Regions from separate parts of the Mus musculus genome. Here region 2 is linked to region 1. Evidence: chromatin contacts called from public promoter capture Hi-C data. All regions are on one chromosome and are shown on one strand. Each heading gives the region's core, a stretch centred on a gene start, on an enhancer-like site or on the middle of the called end of the contact. The rest is flanking DNA. Distances are from core to core; before and after follow the strand shown. Region 1 overlaps Rubcnl (RUN and cysteine rich domain containing beclin 1 interacting protein like). Region 2 holds the start of Cpb2 (carboxypeptidase B2 (plasma)).

Region 1 (6,862 bases), core at 1,129-3,628:
GATGTGTTGTTTGTGAAATGGATTGGCGCCACAAAGGAGGGAAGTGGCACAAGAATTCTGTTTGGCCAAGCTTTTGTTAAAGACGACTGTTGAATGTTGCTTTGTGACTATGTCAGTTTCCTGTCTTATTCATTCCATGGTTTGGCGTAGAGTACGTACATGACAACGCTGCCCCAACATTCCTTTCTAGATGATGGTTTCAGTCGCCCACCAAGGTCCTGGTGAACTGTCATTTAGACCAGTTGCCTCTAGATGGCAATGTTTGGTGAGTGCATGCTCGACAGGTTTGCCATCCCCCACCCCCCAGGCCCTACTATTCCTGTTAGTCCCTACTAAAACCAAGGGAGCCAGAGGAGACAACTCCATTCTATTCCTTCATGATCTAGCTTTGTGGATATATATCCAGAACATAGAGACTCGGAAAGCTGAGCGTGGTGGTGTCCACCTGTAGTCCCTGCATTTAGGAAGCAGGGGCAGAGATTAAGACTTTCTATATGAACATAGAACGTCACATGCAACCTGTACTTTTTTTCCAAATCTTAAAAAGACTGGAATTTTAAAAAAAGATTTATTTATTACTATATCTAAGTACACTGTAGCTGTCTTCAGACACACCAGAAGAGGGTGTCAGATCTCATTACAGATGGTTGTGAGCCACCATGCAGTTGCTGGGAATTGAACTCAGGACCTTCAGAAGAGCAGTCAGTGCTCTTAACTGCTGAGCCATCTCTCCAGCCCCAAGAATGGAATTTTTAAAACAAGTAAATTTGGATAAAATATTTTTTCTTTTGTTTGGTTTTTGTCTTGTGGGACAGGGTCTTCTTTTGAAGCCCTGCCTGACTGTGAACTTGTCTCCCGTCTCTATGTCCTGAGTGTTAGGACTAGAGGTGTATGTCACTATTCCTAGCAAGAAAGTGCTCTTAATAGTATGCTCTCAGTTACCACTTTAACATTGAGGCATCCCTTAAGATGCATAGGGGTGCCTTTTCTCACAACGGTGATAAAATGCCCATCAGAGCCGATGTGAGGGAGGAAAACCTGACTGGAATCTAACGGTTTCAGCTCTGCTGGAACATGGAAGGAATGGCAGAGTTCAAGGAGGAGAGCATGGTGCAGACTCCTGCATACAAAACAGGTAGGAAGCAGAGAGCTAGCTGGGAGTGAAGGCTGGGATAGACCCCCAGAGGCCTGCCCCAATGGTAAGCTGACCCCAGGTAGAGAGCAAGTGTTGAAACACACGAATCTGGGTTAACATGGCGGCACTCTGCACATAAACCAAGTTCAGTGGATTATAAAACTGGTGAAATTTTCTTTCTAATGATTCTTATACATACATCTTCCTAGAACATGGGTAAGCCCGTGTTTCCCCCTTCTCTCCTGCATAGCTGCTCCTACTTGAGGAGAATTAGGGTCAAATCCCTTCCTGGAATATCTTCAGGCTGACCAGTTCTCAATAATACTTGGGTATCATGTTGCCTGGCGCTGATGCTTAGATTGAGCTTCTCAAACAGCAAAGGCAGTCAACAGTGTGCTACAGATATCCCCAGCCCCACCCGCCAGGGTCTCCTACTGTCTGTGTTGGGGCAGGAGAGGAGGAGGAGGAGGAGGAGGAGGAGGAGGAGGAGGAGGAGGAGGAGGAGGAGGAGGAGGAGGAGGTTGACTTTCAGTGAGAGAATACTAAGCAGACTGAAACATCAGCGTCTCCTCTGTCTGGATATTCTGTCAACTATTTCTGTTACACGCTTCCAGGGGGAGGGTGGCATGACTGTCAAGCCTGGTGTGGCCTGAGTGGGGACCAAGTGACATGAGGAAATGTGCACACAGCAGACACACAGAGAAAAAGACTCTGAAAGCAGAAAACCTAATCTCTTCTCAAAGCCTGGGGCTTTCCTAAAGCGTCTCATGAGTTGTTCTCCTGTCCTTAGGGTTAGTCAGTTTGAAAACAGATAGGATGGGTGATCAGGCCTTGAACTTGCCAAGACAGTCCATCAGCAGGGAGCCTGCTCTGCTAGTGGGAGACAGAAGCTCCCAGGCATTTGTCTCAAGTCAAGATGGTAAGGAAGAAGGGGGCCATCTTGGGAATTCGCCAGATTTCTTAGCTCTATCCGTGTCCTCTCCCTATCGGTTTACCTACCAGAGAGTCTACCTAACTTCATCCCTCTCCGTAGAATAAGTCCCTCCCTGAAGCAGAGATCCCATGACTTAAATGCCTCTCAGAGGTCCTCAGAGATTCACTTACGAAAAACCAGTTCCACAATTTTGAGCCACATTTGAAACAAGCTTTAGTTAAATATTAGCCAAGAAGATGGACTGACCACGTCCCCTGGGTTTCCAGGGAATGGTAATGAGTCACATTTTGTAGAAGACGAAACCCATAATTCACTCGTTTTCAATCGGGTCCAATCGGGGGCAAGCATATGTCCTGACATTCTTCCTGCCCTGCCTACGTGTGATCAAGCACATCTGGTGTAGTTAGTTCAAACAAACCATTTAGGGAGGGAAAACATGTGACTTATCTCCCAAGAACTGTCGCTCCCAGCGTTCCAGGAAATTATCTTGTCCTTGGGCAAGTGGGCTTACAGGCTAACACTGGCTCTTCCAGTCCTTCCTCAGCACTGTCCACAACAGCAGCTAAACTTCCACAGAAGTTCTGGAGAAGGCATTAAAAGCCAAGAAGGTTCCTGGACTGCCTCATAGTGAACTCTGGAGGGCAGTCTGTGAGACCACACCTCCCTTCCTGGCCTCCCATGGGTGGGGGAGGAGGACAGACCAGAAGTCTGCAGCAGATCACTGCCCATCAACAGTACTGAGCAGGCCACTCTATCAATGTGGGATAGGGATAGAGCCATGAGGTTTGTTTTGGGTGGCCCTGGGAAATAAGTCCGTTGAAAAGAAAACTCTTGTTTTCCAATCAAGTCTGAGGCATCACTGGGATATCCAACAAATGGAAGGAGAGGCAGAACACTTCCGGTGAAGGCAGATCTGAGGCAGAGGCTGGGGAGTGAACCAGATGTCAGAGAGGGACAGGAGAAGGGCTGAAGGCTAGGTTGGAGCTAGTACAATACTGCTGCCCAGTCCTGGGTGACAGTAAAGTACAGGCTCTGCTCCAGGGCCCTTAGGAGGAAGACAGGTGAGGGGTCTGCAGATTCACTAACACCGAGGTGCTGTCAAAATACAAAATGGCTTCCTCTTGCAGCAGGAGGGAGATCCCCAAAGGCTAATCAGACTCCATATTGAAGAAAAGGGAAGAGGGCAGCTTCTTGAGAGGACTGACAGCCCAGATGCATTGACGTGGGAAGCCAGGTGGCTTTGACAAAGGGAAAGGGGAGTGTGTGTGTGTGTGGGGGGGGGGATAGAAGGATTTAGTGGGGAACGGAGCTGCAAGGTAGAGCCCACAGTGCCCAGCCCAGTGACCGGAGGATGTTTGCAGTCCTCACAGCGCAATGCTAAGCAGGGTTCCAGGGGACACAGCTGGGCTTCTGTTTCAGGAAGACAGCAGGGATTGGGTGCTGGGTGCACTGAGGACAAAACAGAGGCTTAGTAGTTGACATAGGAAGACCTACATACACTAGGGCAGCTACAGAGAAGGGGAGGGGAGGGGACCTGGGAGAGGCAGGAAGAACCAGGTCCAGAGAGTGTAAAATAGAAGGGACTTCCCAAGGCTCAGCCAAAAAGGCAAAGCAAAGTTCAATAGTGTCTTCAAATGTGATGTTAGGGGCCCGGGAGATAGCCCAGTCACTAAACTCCTCGTGTACGCGTACAGTATAATCACTGGGGAGGCAGGAGCAAACTGCCTTGCTTATATGAATGTAAGAGTTCCATGTTCACATTTGGTGCATCGGGTCCCTAGGATTGCAGTTAAAGGATAGTTGTGAGCCACCCAAGTGGGTGCTGAGAACTAAACATGCAAGAACAGCAAGTGTTCTTAAGTGCTGAGCCATCTCTCCAAGCCCCCATAAATATAAACCTTTTTTTAAAAGCACAAACATCGGCTCGCAAACTGTATGTCTGAGATGGAATCGTTCCCCTCCTACTTTATGAAGATACCTTCACGGGCTCCTGAGAGAGCGGTTCTGCCTCCTGTTCTTCTCAGGAGTGTGACTTGTCCCTCCCGATGACACTTTGGCTCTCTCACAATCCCCCTTGGTACCATATTCCAGAAAATTCTAGGTTCCCAGGTATCCACAGCTTCATTCTAAAGAGGAGTGGAGTTGTGGGTAATCGTGGCCCCCATAGCCTCTGTCTCCCACCTGTGTGGAGAGAGATAGCAGAAGAAAGGCCATAGCAAAGAGCTCAGCTTCCTGGCTCTCAGGAAAAGCCTGGTCACTACCTAACATGGACAGATGTGCAGACGTTAGCAGCAGGAAACTAGTGGGCTGGGGTAGGATCACAAGACCTTGGAATGAGAGGAGGCTAGAGGCAGGCAGAGAGGCCTGAGAAGGAGTCAGTGCTACCTCACACACTTCAGTTATGTGATTGATCCCCGATGGCTAGGATTGCGGCTCACACACTCAAGGATGTGAGACCATTGTTTCCTCCGCATGCTGGGAGTTCCAATTTCTGTTTGAGTCTGCTTGTCAGAGCATCATTCAGAAAAGAACCATGTGGTTCTGTTAGAGGCATGAGAAAGGGGAACCAGGATTTCCCCTTTCAAACCAGTTAAGACATTACTTCTTAAGACAGGTCCTCAAATGTTGGTTTTAAGGAAGCAGCCTTCACAAGGGATGTTGCCAGTGAGAAAGGGTTTCTCTGCCTTGTCCCCCTCTGGCAGTGAGCTGAATAGGGCTTGTTCATCAGCAGCAGTCCCTGGACAGTGTCGGATCGATTGGTGTCAAACAGGACAGGTTTAGACCTAAGGGCGGGGACTAACATCCTATATGCCTGCAGATGTGTCTACAATGATCTCCTGAGCCGGAACAGGAAGCTGGGGCCCAGGGCGAGGCTAAAAGGGATACATTGAATCACTAACCTTACAGATAAGTCTTTCACCATGTAACTTCCCCGCCGCCACATTCCTGGACCAAGGCAGAGAAATTTTCAGCCGCCACATTGTTTGCTTGTTTGTTTGTTTTTGAAAGAGAAAGTATCCCTTCCGCCATTCTGTCTCTATTCATTGTCATTTATTATCATTTTCTGGCCCCGGCCCCATTCACCCGAAGAACATTTTAACATTAAGAAGAAACTAATGGGTGGATATGGGGGACTTTTGGTATAGCATTGGAAATATAAATGAGCTAAATACCTAATAAAAAATGGAAAAAAAAGAGAAGAAACTAACAAAGTTTATTGAGCAAGTACTATTTCCTGGGCACTTAAAGACCCCTTTGGGGAAGGGCTTGATAGTAGCCACCAGTTACCAGTTCTCCTTGCTCATTATGGTCCCCAGAACAGTGACATTAGAGCACACCCCCTTACCTCTGAAGGCTCTAAGGAAATCACTTCTGTTGTGGTTTGAAAGTGAAATATTCCTGTAGGCACAGTGTTTGAACACTTAGTTGGTGGTGCTGCTATAGATGTGGATAAGGTGAGATTTAGCCAGATGAATTAGGGCACCGGGGGCGGGTGCTTAGCACTCTGACATCCCTGGCTTCTTCTGTCCTATTCCCTGCTCCACACCTCTCACACCAGTCACGCTAGAATCTATTGCACACACAATGGGACTATACTCTGACACCAGTCATACTAGGATACATTGTGCACACAATGGGGCCACATTCTGACACTGGTCACACTAGGATACATTGTGCACACAATGGAACTACACTCTTTATGGCACATCTCCTCTCACTGAACACAAATTATTTTGTGTGTGTTTGTGTGTGTAGTTTATGACTGTGTGTAATATGTTCATGTGATGCGTGCCTCTGTATGTAGTAGATGTGTATGTACACATATGTGTTTGCATGTAGAGGACCGAGGTTGACATCAGGTGTCTTCCCAAATGCTTTCTATCTTGCTTTGTAAGAGAGGCACTGCCACAGAACCCGGAGCTTATGAATTAACTAGACTGGCCGGCCAGTCAGACCAAGCGGTTCTCTTCTGTGTGGGATTACAGGTGCACACCTCTGTGCACTCCTCATGTGTGTGCCGGGGTCTGAAGTTGAGTCTTCATGCTAGTGCAGCAAGCACTTCACCACCATGTCTAAATTGGTAACTGGTTATACCAAAGAAAACACCATTTCCCACAAGTGAAGCTGGAGTCCCTCTAACAGTAGTATTAATATTTTTTAGCACAATGCTGAGAAGACAAATGAAACCTGAGTTAAGTCAATTCAGACCTCTAGCCCACATGCTGGAAGGAGAGAACAGGCTCCCACAGGTTGTCCTCTGAACTCCACGTGTGTGCCAGCGTCTTTCCTTTAGAGTGGTTCTAAGTGTGAGGGAGACAGACAGAAATCAAAGAGTACAGATGACTCTTCGTGAAGACCATCATTGACTAAAGCAAAGCTTTGTGGACCTGGTTGTTTCTAGATCCATTCCAGCCTCCAGCTACAGTATGGCAAAGGAAGCTGAGGCAGGGTCAAAGGCCAAAGGCCAGAGTTGATTTGGAAGCACGGCTCACATCACTCAGGATCGAGTCTTTCACTTCAGTGGGCTGCCATTTCCTGAGGCACAGTCGGTCTGTGAAGATGTGAGTCCCCTGTGACTTTCATTGGTCAGTTGGCTCAGGAAGAGCAGAGCTCTATGATGGAAATCAGGGGTTTCAACAATGGAGGCTGCTGCTGGTGTCTGGTGAGTGGAGGACAGAGATGCTATTAAATGCTCCCAGGACAAATAATCTGACTCAAAATATTAGCATGCTAACCAATAGGGCCTGGAGAGATGCTCACCTCTAATAAGTTTCGGGAATAGAGATCTATTA
Region 2 (6,545 bases), core at 334-2,833, 190 kb after region 1:
CAGAGCCTGCCTAAACTCTTTACTGCTTGTACCAGCCCCATGATACTGGGCCTATCTTTCCTTATGGTTAAAGAAAGATATTTTTGCTGGGCAAGTGGTGGTGCACGCCTTTAATCCCAGCACTTGAAAGGCAGAGGCAGGCAGGTGGATTTCTGAGTTCGAGGCCAGCCTGGTCTACAGCGTGAGTTCCAGGACAGCCAGGGCTATACAGAGAAACTCTGTCTCGAAAAACCAAAAAAAAAAAAAAAAAAAAAAGAAGAGAAAAGAGAAGAAGAACGGTATTTTTAATGGAGACTCTAGAGTCTTCTCTACACAGACCCTGCTGCTCAGCTTTTTAAGCCACATTTTGCAAACTCACCTTCTATCTTCACCTAAGTTGAAAATGTTGACAAGGACACAGTCAGAGGAAGAAAGCATTCTTCTGCACTGAGGCTTCTCCATGACATGGACCAGGATCGTCTCGGCAGTCTTCATGACTGTGAGTCTTCCGTGAATCAGATCATATCCTCTGAGAATATTCCAGGCCTTCTCTGAGGGATTAATTATCTCCTAGGTGTGTCTACCCGGCTATCCACAAGCTACAATGCATTTATTTTTTTTTTTTCTTTTCTTTTTTTTTTTTTTTTTTTTTCCATTTTTTATTAGGTATTTAACTCATTTACATTTCCAATGCTATACCAAAAGTCCCCCATATCCACCCACCCCCACTCCCCTGCCCACCCACTCCCCCTTTTTGGCCCTGGTATTCCCCTGTACTGGGGCATATAAAGTTTGCAAGTCCAATGGGCCTCTCTTTCCAGTGATGGCCGACTAGGCCATCTTTTGATATATATGCAGCTAGAGTCAAGAGCTCCGGGGTACTGGTTAGCTCATAATGTTGTTCCACCTATAGGGTTGCAGATCCCTTTAGCTCCTTGGCTACTTTCTCTAGCTCCTCCATTGGGAGCCCTATGATCCATCCATTAGCTGACTGTGAGCATCCACTTCTGTGTTTGCTGGGCCCCGGCATAGTCTCACAAGAGACAGCTACATCTGCGTCCTTTCAATAAAATCTTGCTAGTGTATGCAATGGTGTCAGCGTTTGGATGCTGATTATGGGGTGGATCCCTGGCTATGGCAGTCTCTACATGGTCCATCCTTTCATCTCAGCTCCAAACTCCGTCTCTGTAACTCCTTCCATGGGTGTCTTGTTCCCAAATCTAAGGAGGGGCATAGTGTCCACACTTCAGTCTTCATTCTCCTTGAGTTTCATGTGTTTAGCAAATTGCTACAATGCATTTATAAGAGGCCCAAAGCAAAATCAGAAATTTACTAAAAGCATGAACCTTTTTGAGTTTGTTTAGTTCAATTGCATGACTTTCATGACGTCATGCCACAATGCCAGGATTAAAATTGTCTAAATTAAACACAATGGTTGAGCTCATCATCATGATTTGTTGTTTTGGTTTTTTGAGGGTTCAGATATCAGACGACCTAACTAATTGTACGTGTATGTTTCTTTTAGACTGTGGGAGTGGAGGCTCAGTAAACTGAGCTGCGGGAGCCAGAGGGAGCCCACTGTTACACTTTAACCAGTGTGCAAAGAAGGCTCTTAGGCAATTAGTTACCTGGGACTTTCTCCCCAAGGGCTTGCTCACAAGTCACTGTTGGGATGAAGCTTCATGGCCTTGGAATCCTGGTAGCCATCATCCTCTATGAGCAGCATGGCTTCGCCTTTCAGAGGTAACACCAGGGGCCTAGGCGGGCTGGGTCCTTCCCACTTGTGTGCCTCTCACAGAGCAGAAGTAGTGTCCTGGGATAGAGAGCCAACTGGGTAGAGGCCAGTTCCTTCAGAGACTTGAAGTCGTTTGGGTATAACAGGGTATCAGTAGTACTTTTTTTTTCCATTTTCTGCTTTCATTTTACCAGTGTGATAAGTATACTCAGAGGCTATGGAGATTAAATAAACAAATCGGACCTTGACGAATCGCCTGTACCTTCACATAACACATGATTTATATTCTTCCTGCCTTAACACATAGATATATGAACTAAATAAATAAGTTTTAATCTTGTTCATAGAGCATAGGAGAGGCTAAAGGTAAAGGTATGAAATAGACCTGGATTACACACAGTCATTGAGCAGAGACCGAGAGAGGGTGCTGAGTTACAATGGACGGATAGAAGAACTTAGCTATTTCTTCATTAGCTTCGTTGGAGTGATTTCCTGAGAATCTTTGACCGTAAACTAATTAGGACACAAATGAATAAATGTTAGAGCACACTGAATACATGGGATAACAGTTGCAGCATACCTGCTTGGTTATTATTATTAACTAGGCGAGGCTAAGCTTTAAAATTGACATATAACTTTGGGATGGTGATACTTTTTTTTTGTTTTGTATCTATAACCCTTTTCCAGTTGTCTCTGAGATGGGCCCTTGTCTTCTTCTTACAGAATCGCAGGGAGAGACAGCACTTGATCTGTCTGGGTGGGGAAAAGTCTATGCGTCAAAATCTTTTCTGAGTTAGAAAACCCATAGAATGTTCACTCATTCAGGTAATGTTGTACAGCTGAAGCTGTGTTTAGGATAGCTGGCTGATTCTCTTTTGTTCAGTGTGATTGTCAAGTAGCAAGCAGTAAATTCCATTGTGAGAGACTGGCTGTTAATGAGTTCATACAAAGATCAGAAGTGCTAGAACAGTTGGTGACTCGTGCATCTATATTTTATTAATAGTTAAGTAAGTATGATTTTAGGATCTTTGTAGGTTCTAATATTCCATAACTTGATGACTGTCTTTTGTTAGAAGGTAGCAGCAACTCTGATAACATCATCTAACCCTAACCGTAACCGTAACCGTAACCCTGACCCTAACCCTAATCCTAACTGTAACCGTAACCCTGACCCTAACCCTAACCCAGTTCCTGTAGAGGCAACATCATTGTCTTTGAGTGGTGGGGGCAGAAATCTCTTGTGATTTAGGAGTGTGTTTGACTCATGTACTAGGCTGGACACAATGCTGCTATTTAAATACCTGTCCTATACTTGGGATCTGTTCTCCCCCTCCCCTCCCCTCCCCTCCCCTCCCCTCCCCTCCCCTCCCCTCCCCTCCCCTCCCCTCCCCTGCCCCAACTTTATCAAATGGCTTCTCTATGTTACCCAAGTAGACTCTGAATTTCTCATCTCCTGCCCAAGCCTCTCAAGTCGATGTGCCTGGACTGCAGATGTGCACTACTGAGCTGGCTCCAGGCTGCCATGATGATTCTATACTAAATTACACAAGGTACTCATCGCAACACAAGACACGGAAAGATCTTACCGTATCTTTACAAAATCATCAAGCCTGTGCCTATTCAGTGGAGCTAAATAATGCAAATGAAAGAGACGGGCAAAGGGAAATGGTATGGGCACGAGGGAGAAAACTCGCTCGCACGTGGTTCTTACATCCTTTGCTGCGGCATGCACTCTGAAATCTACAGACAGGTATGCTTGAAGAGTAGGATGAGAAAATGGTTACAGTTAGCCAACTAATACTACATGGAAAACAGTTAGTGCTTGCACATACCTGGAGGACCTACTTGTGAGTGAGAGGAAAAGGAGGGGCCATGTTGGAGACAGAAGCATCCCCGAGCTCCGAACTCTCACCCCTGCACTAGAAATAATAAAATGAACCCCCTCCCCCAGTGTTTCTGAGCTTTTTCAAGAGTAAGCCATTACTACCACTAAAAGAAAAATCTAATTTCATTCAGAGTGACAGCCTTTGATAAATTCTTATTTCTGGGGGTTAGAATTTAAACCTTTCCAGAAAGCAGTAGCCAGCTGGCATTTGCCTGAAGCTGTTCTTTGTTACACTTTTCTTGCCGTGATCATTTTCCTAATAACAGTTTGGGTTGGAGCAATGTCCTCGTGGTTGATTTGTAGGCGCGTGCTGATAACTCTCATCCGTGAAATGCCTTGGAACTACAACCACAAAACAGCCTGTATAAAGGCATAAATACCATATGCCAAAGAGGAAGGCAACTGAAGCCCACATTTCCATATTCGGTTGATTTTCAGGGCCAGATAAATAAATAAAACACTAGCAAGAATCTTGTAAACAAAGTCATTAATTGTATTGTGCAATGATTATCTAAGTGGAGTCTGTCAGCCCAGGCCATTGAGAAAAGAAAAATGAGAAACATGGACAGAAAGGAAGAGAAGGGTTTGGAGAGGAGGGCATGGAGGGCATCGTAGACCACAGCATATGTGGTTTGTTAATGCCACACTCTGGCTGGGTACCCGATTCCAGTCATTCTCTTTCAGTTATTAGTTCTGCCCCCTCCACTCATAACTAATCATTATTTTCACCTCAAGGAACAGACCACCAGTGGCCCCCAAGCACTGCAAAGCATATGACAACATCACAACCTAGAACTATCTATCTATCTATCTATCTATCTATCTATCTATCATCTATCCATCTCTCTATTCATCTCTTTATTTATCTAGCTATTCTCTATCCATCTATCTATTCATTTCTCTATCTCTCTCTATCTATCCATCCATCCATCAATCCATCTATCATTTCCATCAGCTATCTCTATCAGCTGTTAATATACCTATCTACCTATATACTCATGTATGTATAATCTATCTCTTCTTCCTCTGTGCTTATGCGTTTTATTCTATTTTTAGTGCAAGTTTTTTTTTTACTAAATATTTCTTGTGCAAATGCTGTAATTATCACTATAGAGATTTGTTCTTAGTCATGGTTTGTATTCCATATTCCCTCAGGACCAAGAAGCAAGTTGGAGAGGAAAGGGTTTATTCAGCTTATACTTCCACATTGCTGTTCATTACCAAAGGAGGTCAGGACTGGAAGTCACACAGAGCAGGAACTTGGAGGCAGGAGCTGATGCAGAGGCCATGGAGGAGTGCTGCTTACTGGCTTGCTTCCCCTGGCTTTTTACACTTGATTTCTTATAGAACCCAGGACTACCAGTCCAGGGACAGCACCACCCACAATGAGCTGGGCCCTCCCCCCTTGATCACTAATTGAGAAAATGCTTTATAGCTGGATTTCATGAAGACATCTCCTCAAGGGAAACTCTTTTCTCTGTGATAACTCCAGCTTGTGTCAAGTTGATACACAAAACCAGACATTATAAGATTCAACAAAACACACCTTTATTTTCATCTCTCGTTGCCCCTGGGCATTCTACATAGTGGAATTATTTTTCCTCAGGGATACACAGAATGTCAGTTATTTCAGCCCACTGTGAAATAACTGACAGACCTTGGGCTGTATTAGAATACAAAGTGTCTCTATGCAGAAGTTAGAATACCATCTCCAGTGAAGCTATTGTTCAAATTTCTTGGTCTTTCTTGTTAAAAAGAAAAAATTTAGGTCTGTTCAATGAATCTGTTGATTGAAGTGAAGAGAGCAGCCTACAAATTCCCCAGCTCTGACCAGTGTTCAGAGGACCTCATCCAGTTAGGTACAGAAATAGGATGTTTGGGAACGAAAGAGCACGGTTTATTGACTGCCTTGTGCCATTTCAGCTGATCTAACCGGCAAGAGCCCGAGACTGGCTCAACCTCAGTTGCTATTTGCAGCGCCTGGCTCAACCTCAGCCACTGGAAACACAAAACCAGAACCAAACAAGAAAATCTCCTAACTTAGACTTTTTTGTTCATTCGCCTGTGTAGTCAGCCAATTCGTATTATTGTAGCAGACCCTGAGGTCCCTGTGCCCTTCTTTATGATTTACCTCACATAGCAGGAATTTCTATCTGTTTCTGCCCAAATTTCCCCAGGAGGTTGGCTCTGAGATGAAGACTGACAGTTTTCTGAAAAGGAATGTCATCCAGCTCTGTGGAGGAAGGAGGGAGGAGAGTTTGGGGTGGTGGGATGGGGGAGGTGTAGGGCAGGGTAGGGGGAATTGAACTGTGAGACTATCACAACAGACATGATGCTAAGACCTGCCACAACCGCCCCTGCATGTCCCCTGCCACACTGGAAAAATTTTTAAACTCTCCCATCATGGCTGGCGAGAAGGTGCTTCTGAGCCTTCCCCCAGTACACACACATTACAGCAGCTTTTACCTTCTGAGATCATGTGGGAGCCGTGCCAGCTGAGTCTGATCACTGTGATTACACATTTGAGCACTGGAGAAATCCATATTAGATTTGCAGATCTAGTGCATCCATTTTGATTTGGACTTGGTCTAAGGTTCCAGATGCCCAGAGTAGAATATCAGCGTGGACCATGCTGACAAGAGCCCTCAGAATATTTGAGCACCTTCTCTGGCAGTGTTCAGAGTAGCTTGAGTCAACTGCCACAGGACTCTTGCAGAAAGGAGTTGTGATCCCTTTAGACCAGTGTTTCTCAACTTTCCTAATGCCTCCACCCTGAAGTGTAATTCCTCATGTTGTGGTGACCCCTCTCCAACCATAAACTTACCTTTGTTGCTGCTTCATAACTGTAATTTTCCTGTTATGAATTGCAATGTAAATATCTGACAGGCAGGTTATCTGATATGTGACCCACAAAGGGGGTCACGACCCACAGGTTGAGAACCACTT

The links. Promoter capture Hi-C pulls out the DNA fragments that hold promoters and counts their contacts.
Region 2: a promoter capture Hi-C map of liver shows a contact between it and region 1. The contact joins the promoter of Cpb2 here to the enhancer-like site in region 1. A contact is called at or near these places in 5 of 39 promoter capture datasets (the C10 cell line, embryonic stem cells, liver and 1 more), 1 of 15 datasets of contacts at CTCF or cohesin (large pre-B cells), 2 of 484 Hi-C or Micro-C datasets (bone marrow-derived macrophages and erythroblasts), 1 of 115 datasets of contacts at active chromatin or transcription factors (the HPC-7 cell line) and 2 of 9 other capture datasets (adipose tissue and pancreatic islet).

What each region holds. Positions count from the first base shown.
Region 1 is chr14:75,052,428-75,059,289 of GRCm38.p6, forward strand. It overlaps Rubcnl (RUN and cysteine rich domain containing beclin 1 interacting protein like), which reads left to right. Exons shown (of 14, transcript NM_198642.2): 14 at 1-105. Among named protein-coding and RNA genes, the nearest start is that of Rubcnl, 40 kb to the left of the region's middle. Within about 2 kb of position 2,379, at least 34 of the 459 cell types and tissues checked have an H3K27ac peak or open chromatin away from gene starts, as enhancers often do. A contact at or near this core is called in liver and pancreatic islet, where this site is marked.
Region 2 is chr14:75,240,704-75,247,248 of GRCm38.p6, forward strand. It overlaps Cpb2 (carboxypeptidase B2 (plasma)), which reads left to right and starts at 1,584. Exons shown (of 11, transcript NM_019775.3): 1 at 1,584-1,722. The coding sequence starts at 1,652.